Regions from separate parts of the Mus musculus genome. Here region 2 is linked to region 1. Evidence: chromatin contacts called from public Hi-C data. All regions are on one chromosome and are shown on one strand. Each heading gives the region's core, a stretch centred on a gene start, on an enhancer-like site or on the middle of the called end of the contact. The rest is flanking DNA. Distances are from core to core; before and after follow the strand shown. Region 1 has its middle 15 kb from the start of Gm30235. Region 2 overlaps Foxo1 (forkhead box O1).

Region 1 (5,699 bases), core at 1,653-4,152:
CTTCAGCACCAGATCTCCTCGCCATGGCCCACTCTCCCACTCTGAGCCAGTTCCTGTGGGTGACTCATGAAGGCCAGTTCTCCTCCGCTGATGCGCTGGTAGTACCTGGCTGTGTTCATCTCTTCATGCTTCCATCCAGATTCTATTTGAGGGTCTGCTGTATGCCATACATGCGCTTGTAAATGAGTTGGAGACATAGGAAGCAAATGTATACTCTACATCCTTCTGCAGTATATGAATCTATGTCTCAAATGCATACAACCAAATGGTAAATATGATTCAAAGTGATTATTTCACACCACAGGGAATTCTGTCTGCCTGAACAGCGTGCTTAGCTTACTGCCAGATAGACCTAGGAGTATTGCTGAGCCCAGCTCTCCCTTCCTGTAAGTCTCTGTCGATTATCTGGGTTCCCCCATTCCCAGAGCCATGCCCCCCTTGCCTATGTGGAGACGACAGCCTTCTCCTCTCCCTCTTGTTCTCCTAAGGCTGAGAGTGGGTGCTTGCACCATTAAGATCTGACCTGTTCTTGCGTCACCACTTGCCTCTGGATTGTTCCTCTCTCTCAATGTCTTTATTGGGGTGAGAAGATCAGAATCCAAAATTGTATTCTGCACTTAGCTGGAGAGAGAAGTCATAAAGACAAATAAATGAGGAGTAATAAATATGATGAATATAAAATAAGCTCCCCGCCTTATCTAGAGAGAATTTCAGTGTGTTGGAATCTGCCTATAAGTTGAAAGGATGCATTCAATCATATATTATTCAGATTCTTTTACAGGTGGGTTTAAGTAGTTAAGTATGCAGAGCAGGTTTCTCCACTAGACATATTGATTCAACATCTGAATCGTCATTCATCAAGGACAAGGACCATCCTTCTTTAGCCTTGGTACAGTTGTTAGCAAGCCAAGCTTTTATTATAGCTGAGTTCTATGCATGTATGGTCACTGATTTCATGTGTCTAGAGAAACAACTGTCACACTGGTAGTCCCCAGTCCCCCAGATCTGGATCATTGTTCTAGAACCCCAAAGTCATGAGCCACTCCCTTCTTTTGACTAGGGTAGAGGGAACAGTCCCATTAAAGAACAGTCCAGCAGGGGGTACCTGAAGCCATGTCTGGAAATCCAGCCTACAGCCTACTTTCCTGTTTTCTGAGCACTGGTTTTCCTGTTTAAAATAGTTACAATGGCCTCTGCTTCCTGCTGCCAAACCCTGATAGAAAATGGTAGCATATGAACGGTGATTTATCTTTTACCTTAATTTTAAAATATGTCCTAGGATTGCTGCAGTTACATCCAGTCTGGCGACTACAACATGAGAACTCAGGTTCCAGCTCTGTAGCCGATGGGTACCTGTGCGTGTGACTTTAAAATGATTTTAATCACTTGAGAATTTCACACAATGTATTTTCATCATAATGATCTCCCCTCCCTCTTCAGGAGCATATAATCTTAAACAGCACTTCAACTTCTAAAGTCCTGTTTCCCTAGCTGCCAAATGAGGCACACACTGCTTGCTTCTCCCACCCGTCCTTAAACGCAGAGAACGTATGTAGCTTTGAGCAATGCAGTGTGACTGTTTGCTTTTCTCCTTGATACAATCCACTGTTATTCCTACAAACCCCAGCTTCTTCCTTTCTGAATGCATGTTGGAAAGCTGATATTCAACACAAAGTGGAAAAAATCAAATCAACTGTCCTGCCTCACATTCTACTCGGGATGCCCTAGGGGAAATTTCAAAGCAATGGTTCTGAAACTATCTACAGCCATAGCTGACATACATATACTCAGACTAATGGAGAAACTGAAAGGTGGTGGGCCTTTCAAAGTCAGACACCTCTCAAGACCGACATTCCTATCGTCTACCCTGTCAGCCCCATGGCTGAAATAAAGTCCTGTGGGTGTGAAGTCAGAATCATCACAGCAGCGAATCATCGCGCGCTGGCTGCAGATCACGCAGTTCTCTAACACCGCTGAGAGTATTTGCGATGCAAAAGGCTTTTTTTGTTAGACTTGAGCTGGCTCATGCAGGTGGTTAAAAGCATATTAGGGAAACTGTTCTCATAAGCAAATTACATACCCATTAACACGAACCATTAAAAAATGAACTACGGAAATAAGTACAGTGATATTTATATGTCTTTCATGCCTGATAAAGCCTGTTTGCTGGTGGGACAGACAGCCCAGCAAGCCGCAGCTGAGCCTCCGTGCAGGTGCCACGCCCAGGATTATCCTCACCCACTGTTGCTCTCTGACAGGATCCCTTCTTTTGCCTAGACAGTATTCATCTTGGGGTCTCTAATCAAGGCCTGTACTTCGAGGAGAAAATTGAGATTAATACCTCTCTACTGGCAGAGATTCTAAGCATGACCATAGTTTCTGTCTCCCATGAATTAATCATTTTATTACTTCTAGATTTTAATTGTCCAAAGCCAACTTCCCAATGTATTCTCTACAGGTATCCTCACCATTGCAAAGCGGGTCTCATTTGCTTAATTTGCTAGATAAGGAAAACAACTTTGGGAGCTAATGTTATTTAGGTATATTCATTTTATTTATCTATTCGGTACTGGGGAAATAATCTAGGGCCTTGAGAATACTAAGGTTCACTTAACCCTGAGCTTCGTCAACTTTAATTATTTTAATTAGCATTTTTAGTTAATGGAGATTGGAATAGAATAGCAATAGGAAATTAATAAAGTTTAATGAGCTCAATTTGAATGGATCTAGCATCTTACTGTTAAAAGAAGCCAGTGCTGGGCGCTGCCCCAGTGAAAGCGATACTGTAACATTCTGGCCTCTTTGCTGTTTCCTGTCTGTTTCCTACTTTGTGTCTGCGCAGTTTTCCCCATGAGCAAACACACATTCATCCAGTGTGACACACATGGCAGGGTAGGCGAGAGGAACTAAAGCAACAGGAAATGGTGTCACCCTTTTGGCTGTGAGCCATTCTATATAGTGTCAAGTGCACTGTATATCAGGGGGAGAACCTGTCTGTCTAATTTACTCTAGTTCTGATTAAAATGAGTGAGTGGAGAGCCTCGTATATCCCGAAGAGCTCCCTCTGCATACATCTGAGTAACCATTAGCTAGAAGTGGCATTTATATCCTTGGAATAAAAAAAAAAGCGGGGGTGGGGCAGGGGATACATACAGAAGAGAAAGACAGGGAGAACCATGTAAATTACTTTTGCTTTGTTTTTATGCATATGAACATCTTATTCATCTGTCTGAGTACCCTGTGCATCCTGTGAGTGGAGTTATGAACTGTCGTGAACTGCAAATGTGCATGCTGGCAATGGAACCCAGGGCCTCTGCACGAACAAATGCTCTTAACCATTGATCCATCCCTCTGGTCCAGGAAGAAACACTTACGAGAGAAGATCTATAGCTGTTTGCCAGAAGTGATATTTAAAAAAAAATCATTAAAAAAGTGAATGTCAATAAATAATGCTAGAATTTTCAAGTATATAGTTTTTATTTTCTTAATTTAAAATTTTAAATTCAATTATATTCTTGAAGTGTATTAGACTTTATTTTATTTGTACTGTGTACAGGTGTATAAGTGTGTGCGTGGGGGCGGGCATGGACATGGCCTATGTGCACGTGGAGGCAACTGATTTTCTCCTTTCACGCTTGTGGATACTAGAGATTAAATTCAAGTCATCAGGCTTGGTGGCAGGCATCTTTACCTAACGAGATACTAGAGATTAAATTCAAGTCATCAGGCTTGGTGGCAGGCATCTTTACCTAACGAACCGGCTTGCCAGCCCCAAGTTTGTAGATTTTCTATGTCCTGTCTTTTTAGAGCTTCACAGTAACCCTGTGTAGTAGGTAGAAATATTGCTCTAATTTCAAGTTTGTGTATAAAGAAACTAATTTAGGTTTGAGACATAGCTCAGTGTTTGAGCACTTAAGTGACATTCTTAATCCAGCACCACAGGGAAAAGAAAAAGAAAAAGAAAAAGATTTGGTTCAATAACGTCTCTTTGACCTGTGGACACCGCAAATTTCATTATAAATGATTTAGAGAAGTGTGCATATCTGAATAATGTATTAGCTACTATTTTGTTTCTAGATGTCAGACTATTCTACTAATTAATTTAATGTCACGTCAGGATTAGAATCAGGCAGGGATACCCTGGAGCAGACAGAAACATGACATGACTGCCTTCCAAATGAGAATTTTGCTTCTATGAGCAGTCATGTTGGCCTGGCTGTGTATCTATTAAGCTCAAAGTATGGAGCAAGCGAAACCTGCCAGACATTTGTCGATGTTTTTCTTGCTCTGCCTGATAGAAGTTATCTATCCCAGCTGATGAGATGGTTCAGTGGGCAAAGGAGTTTGTTGCCAAGCCTATGGCCTGAGTTTGATCCCTGGAACCCCATATGGTAGAAGGAGAGACCCAAATCTCTCAGGTTGTCCTTTGATCTCCACGGATGTACAGTGTCATGCATGCATACATACATAATATACACTGCTCCCCCCAATGTGTCAGCAAATGTAAAACAGAAAAGAAAGTTTGGGGACTGGGCTCAACTCACAGAAATGGTTACCCCAAGGACCTGATGGCATGAGCCCAGACTTTGGAACCTACATGGAGATGGAGGAGGGGTGAAGCCAACTTCACAGATCTGACCTCTAACCTCTTCACTGTGCTATCGCACACATACACACACTACACACACCACACATCACATACATGCCACACATACACACCTCACACAAACTTGTCACATACACCAATGATGATGATGATAATAAATTAAAATATTTAAAGAACATATAGACCCCAAAGAGACACAGAACTGAAAAAAAAAACCAATAGAGAGCGTTATTTGGAATGTTCTGGATTGCTTACAGGTAAATGAGGATCAGCCTTGTCTTGCTCCAGTTATCTGTTCAGCTGTGGTGTCAACAACTAGAAATTAGCTGGACGTCTCGGCCATGTGATCTCGGCCATGTGATCACAAGACAGGCATTTTCTGTACTTAGAGCTTCTTTGCTTTGTTAGGAAGCCGCCAGTCTTCTATCATTATCCTATGGGCTAGGGATGGCATAGTTTTCATCCCTGGGACACCACAATCTAGAGAGACAAATGAAGAGGCCCCCAAGCAAAGCAACAACTAAAACCATTCAAAACAACGCAATCATAATGTTTGCAAGAATGCGCGGTAGCAGAAGCAAGCTGCTTGAAGGGATGGGGAAAGTCTCTTGGAAGAGGGGATGTTGGAAAACACAAAAGGAGCTTCAGCCAACCGAGAGGCAACCACCATTCCATCCAAAATAAGGAGGATAGCCAAACGTGCTGAATAAAGTGTTAAAATGGACAACTCATAAAATATGTGCAAAAGTTCAAATTAAAATAAAAAAGGATGTGCATAAAATAGTTTTCATCAGATGTTATGTATGCACAGAAGGTTGTCTGTGTGTCTTTTTGTAAGCATCTCAGCTTCGGGGGAGTAAGTCTTAGGATTTCACATGCATAGGATACATGAACATGAATGTTATCAAAATACAGAGTGTGTCACGTCTACTCCTGGTGCAGGATCTGACACCGTATTTTTCCATGCTTCCAGATGGTACTGGGGATGCTAGTCTGCAGGGAACTTTGTAGATTTGGCCATTGAGTGTGAGAATAATAAGTGATAGGCTTAGCCATCATGGAGAGGCTAGTAGCAGAAGCTTGTGTGCTGTGG
Region 2 (6,114 bases), core at 1,901-4,400, 310 kb before region 1:
CACATAGGGCCGGGCATAGGTTTTAGAGTTAGTCTGTCTAGGACTAGTTGCTGTTGGAGGAGAGAGCGATAGCTCGGAGGCTGGGGACGGCAGTGACGCTGCGTGCAAGAGGTACAGTACGTAGAATCTGCATATGGAGGGGCAGTGTCACACGTCTAGAGATGTCATCTGACCTCTCTACAAAGCCTTAATTTATGGATTGGGAAATGAAAAATGTCTAATGCTCTGTCATGGTTTTAAGTGCTGCACTTGAGAACTTAGACCCTACTCAGAGCTTAGGGGAAGATGGGAGGACTAAGGCTTGGAAGTTTGAGTGTCGGCAATCCATGGCACCATTTTGTATCCAGCCTTTCTCATGTACGGGAAAGTCAAGTTTCTTTGATAGATTTTTCTTAAGTTACAAAGTGATTGAGAAGATGGAAATATCTCTAACAGTTTTGACTGAGGTAGCACTGGAATCTCTTACCTCAAGGAGAATTTTACATGCCACTGAACCAAAAGGCCTACATTTCAGCCAGTTCCGCCCTGCATCCACTCAGGACAAGACGGTCACTGTGTCTGTAGAGAAGACCTGTCTGCTTTGGAGCTCTTTAGTTTACACCTGTAGTTTCTGCAGGGTCAGCCATGTCAAACGCACTGCCCTCACTGTATCTCCTTTGTCTGTATGCAAGCAGCGTGTTCCAGATGTCCACACAGGGCAGGCTCCTCCTCAGCTGTGACTTGTTATAGAGTCTAATTGTTTGCGGCACGTGACTGTTGAACAAGAAGAGCTGCTTGCTGACTTCTGGGGCAGTACGCTGAGGTGATGTTTAAGGAGACCCTTATAAAAGTCAAGCCTTTCTTTGAATGTTTTACCATGTAAATATATTTCAAAAAAAGAAGAAGAAGAAGAAGAGGTGACCAGTACAGTTCTTGCTGAATGACAAAGCACTTCAAAATTCAATGGCTAAACCAGCAGTTTCAGTAGGACCAGGAAGACTGCTCCTTTTGGCTGCGTATTTGGAGTGGGCAGGGATGGTCCAGAACCTGAGTGTGCGGCGTGAGTGAGAGGCTGTATGCTGGCGCAATGTCAGCAGCTGGGGCTCCACAAGCAGGAACATTTCTTCCTGCTCCTTCAAAACAGAAAAACTCACTTTGTGGCTTTCGCATCAAGTTATTCAACCATATATATACATGTATATGTGTATATACACACACACACACACACATACATACAAATACACACTGACACCTACTACAAGAAAATAGGCACCCAGAACACCAAAACAGTGAAATTTCAAAACAACTGGCTTTTCTGTTCCTAAGTGTTGTCAGTTTATGGACCTACTAAATATTTATTTCTTCAGTTCCAGCTATGTTTACCAACTGGGTCCTGTCCTAGCCTCAGCCTAGGTTGACTCTCCACTGAGTCCCCTCTTCAGTTGGTCTGAGCTGAGTTTGCTTTCTTAGCTTCTGGGAGGAGGTCATAGTACCATGTATTCAAGTGGAATCTCCAACCAGACCACTGTCCACATCTCTGTAGGTCAGAGCAAGTTAGCAACTGTTCTTTCTCCTCAGTGGACCTGCAGAGTGGCACTGTCAGTCCTGTCTAAAGGTTTTTAGAGCCTGAGCATCGTGCTATTCCTATACATAGATTAAAGACCAGAAAGCAGAGGCATGGACTGCAGAAAGATAGACAGTGATAGAATGCAAGAGACTGCTAAAAAGCCAGTGTGGAAAGGTGAATTTAGCTTGAAAGATAATGTGATCTTAGCAGTTTAGTAGTTATAAGTCTGGCTGTGAGTGAACCATCAAAATGTAAGATGTATCCTGCTACCCTAGCATATCAGTTGACTTGTTTATTGATTTAGAGAAAAGCTGCAGAGAAGGCATTACTTGTGGTATATTGTTTAAAGTGGAGTAGCTCTTAGTGTGTGCCCCCACCCCATCTCCCACCCCACCCCCATGCCTACTGGGCTTCCACAGAGCAAACAGATTGAGTTAGTGCCTTGGCGCTCTGGCTTGGTGTTAGCATTGTTTCATCTTCAGCATTTCAGGATTCTCTCTCTGGAACTATCACTTATTGGGCAGCTGGAGTCTGCTCTGCAGAACACAAAGCACGTTTGCCACCCTCTTTCCTCTCTTGGTTGGGTTACTTAGAAAGGGCCTTCTCTAATTTCTTAATTCTATGATCGTAGCATTTAAAGAGTCTTGTGTTCTCAGTTGAATCACTGAGTAGCCAAAAGGTCACTGGCTGGAGGATGCCTCCTGGTTCTTTGCTTCCTGTCTTACACCTGGTGCCTCTTTCCAAGGTTGGCAAATGAAAAGGAAACTTGAGGCAGTCTCTCTCCTGCATTCACTTGACAGGTAACAAGCTCTCACACCCTTGACTTAAACCTGGGAGGAGGTGTGTTTGAGAAGTGATCATTTTTGGGGGGTGAGGGGAGTGTTTTGGGGACAGTGGCCTCCTGGAGTCTTCATGTAAGAAGTAGCTATTAATCTCAGCAGCAGGTAATAGTGTGGTTAGGCCACAGTGTAGGTCCCTCCCTTAGTCTGTTTGCTCGTGTGGCTTAGGTACAAGATACTGCTCAGTCTAGTTCATTGTTATGTAAGAAGAGGTCTGATTGGTCATCTGAGTGGGATTGCCCGTCACTGTTGGCAGTCACTCTTGGACAGCAATGGCATTTTAGAAAACATTTTATTACATCTGGTACTTATTGTATGCACAGGTTCAAGCACAGTTGTGGGACTCTGAGAAGTCACTGCCCCTTCCACTGTGTGGGCAGGCTCTGGGGGTTGATGGTGTGGTCAGGCCCCACAGTAAGTGCCCTTCCCTGCTGAGCCATCCTGCTAACCCAGAGGTGGCGGCATCTAAGGAGTGTTTCAGACTTGTTTCAGAGGTGTTATTGGAGGAGTAGAGTAGGACTCTTAAACGGCAGAGAGGGAAAGGGCTGGCATTCTTATATGTAGACTTCCAGGAAGACTTTTTTTTTTTTTCTATAATTGCATACTTGACAAAAGAGCAAGGCTTTTGTAACTCCTCTCTGCTATTTCCTTCCTCACATCTTTGTTTCTGAGCAGCCTTAAACATTTTGGTTTGGGCGCTGTCTAGTCCTGCTCCAAGGACTGGCTGCAGCTCCTCTGTGAGCTCCTCTATGCAGCCGCCTGGAAGCTGCCCGAGCTGCACGTGTCAACATGCATTTCCTGTGTCTCAGCTCCTGCAAGGCTGCAGTGCCGCTTTGAAATTGCTTTGAAAGACTTGGTAATCTGTTCAGATGTATTTAGGAGGTAGCAGAATTCATTATTTGACTTATGTTACTGGTTAATTACCCAAACTGGAGCATGTTTCTCTTTCCAAATTGAGTGTTGAGAGAATAACAAAGACCAAATATTTTACAACACAGACCTTTGAGTTTAACTCTGAAATAGATCTTTTCTTTGCAGTACTTCTGGTTTTAGTGACACTTACTACTGTGTACTGTCTATTTTTAGCAAACTTTGAATTCTAAGTAAATAAAAAATTAACTAAATTGGTTTTTAAAATAATACAGATTGTACTTTTTTTTAGTTTCCCATGTCCTAATTGGAAAAGAAGGTCTTACTTGGGATAGAAATGCACATTTTGTGCCAGCCTCTTCTTTGGAATTGGCAAGCGTTGTATTGAGTTGTTTATGAGAGTAGATAGAAGTGTTTGACATTTCTTTTAATGCATATTATTGCTGTCATTTTTTTAAATTGACATAAAAGTTGTACACGTTAAGAGGCACCTGGTAAATAAATGTTTCCACATCCTCGAATTGTGATGTTCAAATCAGGGAAAGAGTATCTAGCCTCTTAAATATTCTTTTCAAAAAACATTCAAGATCTTTAAGAAGCTTTTATTGAAATACTTAGCATGTTATCCTCATGCTTTGTCAGCCTGTCACCCAGAGTATTTCTCCCCTCCAGCTGTAATTAAAACCCTTTGACTAAGCCCCGTCCTGACCTCCAGTAGCAATGCTCAGTCAGCGTCTGTTGAAACCAACATTCTATATTGCATGTACTGGTGAGACTGTATAGCTGTCTTATATAATGTGCTTCAGGTCTGCTCACGTTTAAATGGTAAGACGTTGTCCTTTTTATAGCTGAATAGATAGTCCATGATGTGTCGTTATACACTCGTCAGTTACCACCTGTCTTAGGGATAGTAGATATCAGTGGTGCTTTGAGACCATTTGTGTTTGCTCTGTTTGTTACTGATGTAGTGACAAACCTTTTTTTTTAATGAATTTATTTATTTATATGTATGAATACACTGTTACTATCTTCAGACACACCTGAAGAGGGCATCCGATCTTGCTACAGATGGTTATGAGCCACCATGTGGTAGCTGGGAATTGAACTCAAAACCTCTGGAAGAGCAGTCAGTGCTCTTAAATACTTAGCCATCTCTCCAGCCCCAGACCTTGTTTTTACCAAGAAAAGTCGCATATGTGCCCACTTGACTTCATTGAAGATTTATTTAAGGCTTGGCCTGAGTAAACCTAGGCTTAGGGGTTAATAGATGAGGGAATAGAGGAGAATTTTTATTGTGCTCTAGTCTCTTTAAATGGTTTCATCCTTTTTGGTTTTTTATTTAAAATTTTTTCAGTCACAGAGAACCCTCTCTCAAAAAACAAACAAACCAAAAAACAAAAACAAAAAAATTTTTTTCAGTCTAATACAGTTTGATCATGCTTTGCCTCCCCTACTGCCTCCTCACTCTCAAAACAAACAAGCAAGACAAACAACTCCAAAATGTTGGAGTAGCAAACCAACAAGATTTTTAAAAAGCCAAAACAAGATAAAAAGCCCTCTAAAACACATGGTTGTGGGGTTATTTATTTATTTATTTTTGCGTTAGCCAACTACTCCTGAACACCTCATTGGAAAAAGCAGATTTTTTTTCCCTTTGCCAGCAGATAAAAATCGAAAATCACTTCCTGGTTGGAGTTGGGTGGGTAGAACCACCCATGTCCCCTTCCCACTCTTAGTACTGGACCCTCGTCTGGCTTGAACTCGTGCATGCTGCCGCAGTCTGAGTTCATATGTACATCAGTCCTGTTATATCTGGAAGACAGAGCTTCCTTGGAGTCATCCCTGACCCCCTACCTCCCCTTCCCTGAAGCTCCCTGGGCCTGGAGGGGGAGGGGTTTGATGATGACATCCCATTCAGGGCTGGATGCTCCAGCTAGGTGTGGGGATACACACCCTGAATGCCAGCAGCACTCAGGAGGTAGAGGCAAGCAGATCTCTTGAGTTCAAGTTCCATGTTGTTCTACCTAGCAAGCTGCAGGCCAGCCAGGGCTACACTGGGACGCTGTCTCCAAGCATGCTGGCGGGCCTCTCAGTGTCTACATGCTGTGGTCTCTAGGTTAGTTAGGGCATAGCAATATAAGCTTAGGAGCAGGATAATAGTGGATGTTCCCCTTAGGCCCAGTACTATCCAGTCTTGGGTTCTTTGCCATTTCAGAGGTGTGGTTTCAGCTTATGGTCACCTGTTGGCTTAAAATAAGTCCCCTTGAACACAAAGTTGTGAAGATGTGTTCCAGTTTTATAAATAAATAAATAAATAAATAAATCTATCTGGTCTTGATTCTTTTAGATGTTTTGGTTTGGCAATTATGAAGGAGTGTAGCCATTTTTTTTTCTTTCCACTTGATGGAGAAGAGAAAGGATTATGGGATTCCTGCTTGGTTCACTTGAGATAGTCTCTTGGCAGTCTTCAGGCGCTGTCAAAGAAGCGAGGCTCGCCAGTAAACATAGACAGGTCTGCTTCACAGCCGCCTCTGGCCTCGGCGAGCAGAGAGTTGAGGGGATTTTGTTTGGCCTGTTGGAGGGGTGCCCTATCATTTGGACAGGTTGGATAGTGAGTTCCTCTATGTTTTTCCACATCTAGCTTCTATCGATTAAATCTCCTATATAGGATAAATCTCCTATCCTATTTGGTTGGCCCTTCTGTTAATTGTTCGATGCTTATTATCCCCAGATCTCACTGATAACGTACTCTTGAGTCCAATAGCGTGAGAATCATCTCTGTCTAGAAAAAGTTTCTTTTTGGTTCTCATTCAGATGGGTTGCCCCATGGTAAGCCACAGGAGTCACCCTGAAGTCTTA

The links. A called contact is a pair of places that touch in the nucleus more often than the background predicts.
Region 2: a Hi-C map of pro-B cells shows a contact between it and region 1, with 4 times the contacts expected there. The contact joins two enhancer-like sites. A contact is called at or near these places in 2 of 484 Hi-C or Micro-C datasets (pre-B cells and pro-B cells) and 5 of 115 datasets of contacts at active chromatin or transcription factors (astrocytes, fibro-adipogenic progenitors, large pre-B cells and 1 more).

Annotation. Positions count from the first base shown.
Region 1 is chr3:52,631,694-52,637,392 of GRCm38.p6, forward strand. No RefSeq gene overlaps it. Among named protein-coding and RNA genes, the nearest start is that of Gm30235, 15 kb to the right of the region's middle. Within about 2 kb of position 2,903, at least 95 of the 459 cell types and tissues checked have an H3K27ac peak or open chromatin away from gene starts, as enhancers often do. A contact at or near this core is called in pre-B cells and pro-B cells, where this site is marked.
Region 2 is chr3:52,320,026-52,326,139 of GRCm38.p6, forward strand. The region is part of intron 1 of Foxo1 (forkhead box O1); the gene reads left to right. Among named protein-coding and RNA genes, the nearest start is that of Foxo1, 55 kb to the left of the region's middle. Within about 2 kb of position 3,151, at least 46 of the 459 cell types and tissues checked have an H3K27ac peak or open chromatin away from gene starts, as enhancers often do. A contact at or near this core is called in pre-B cells and pro-B cells, where this site is marked.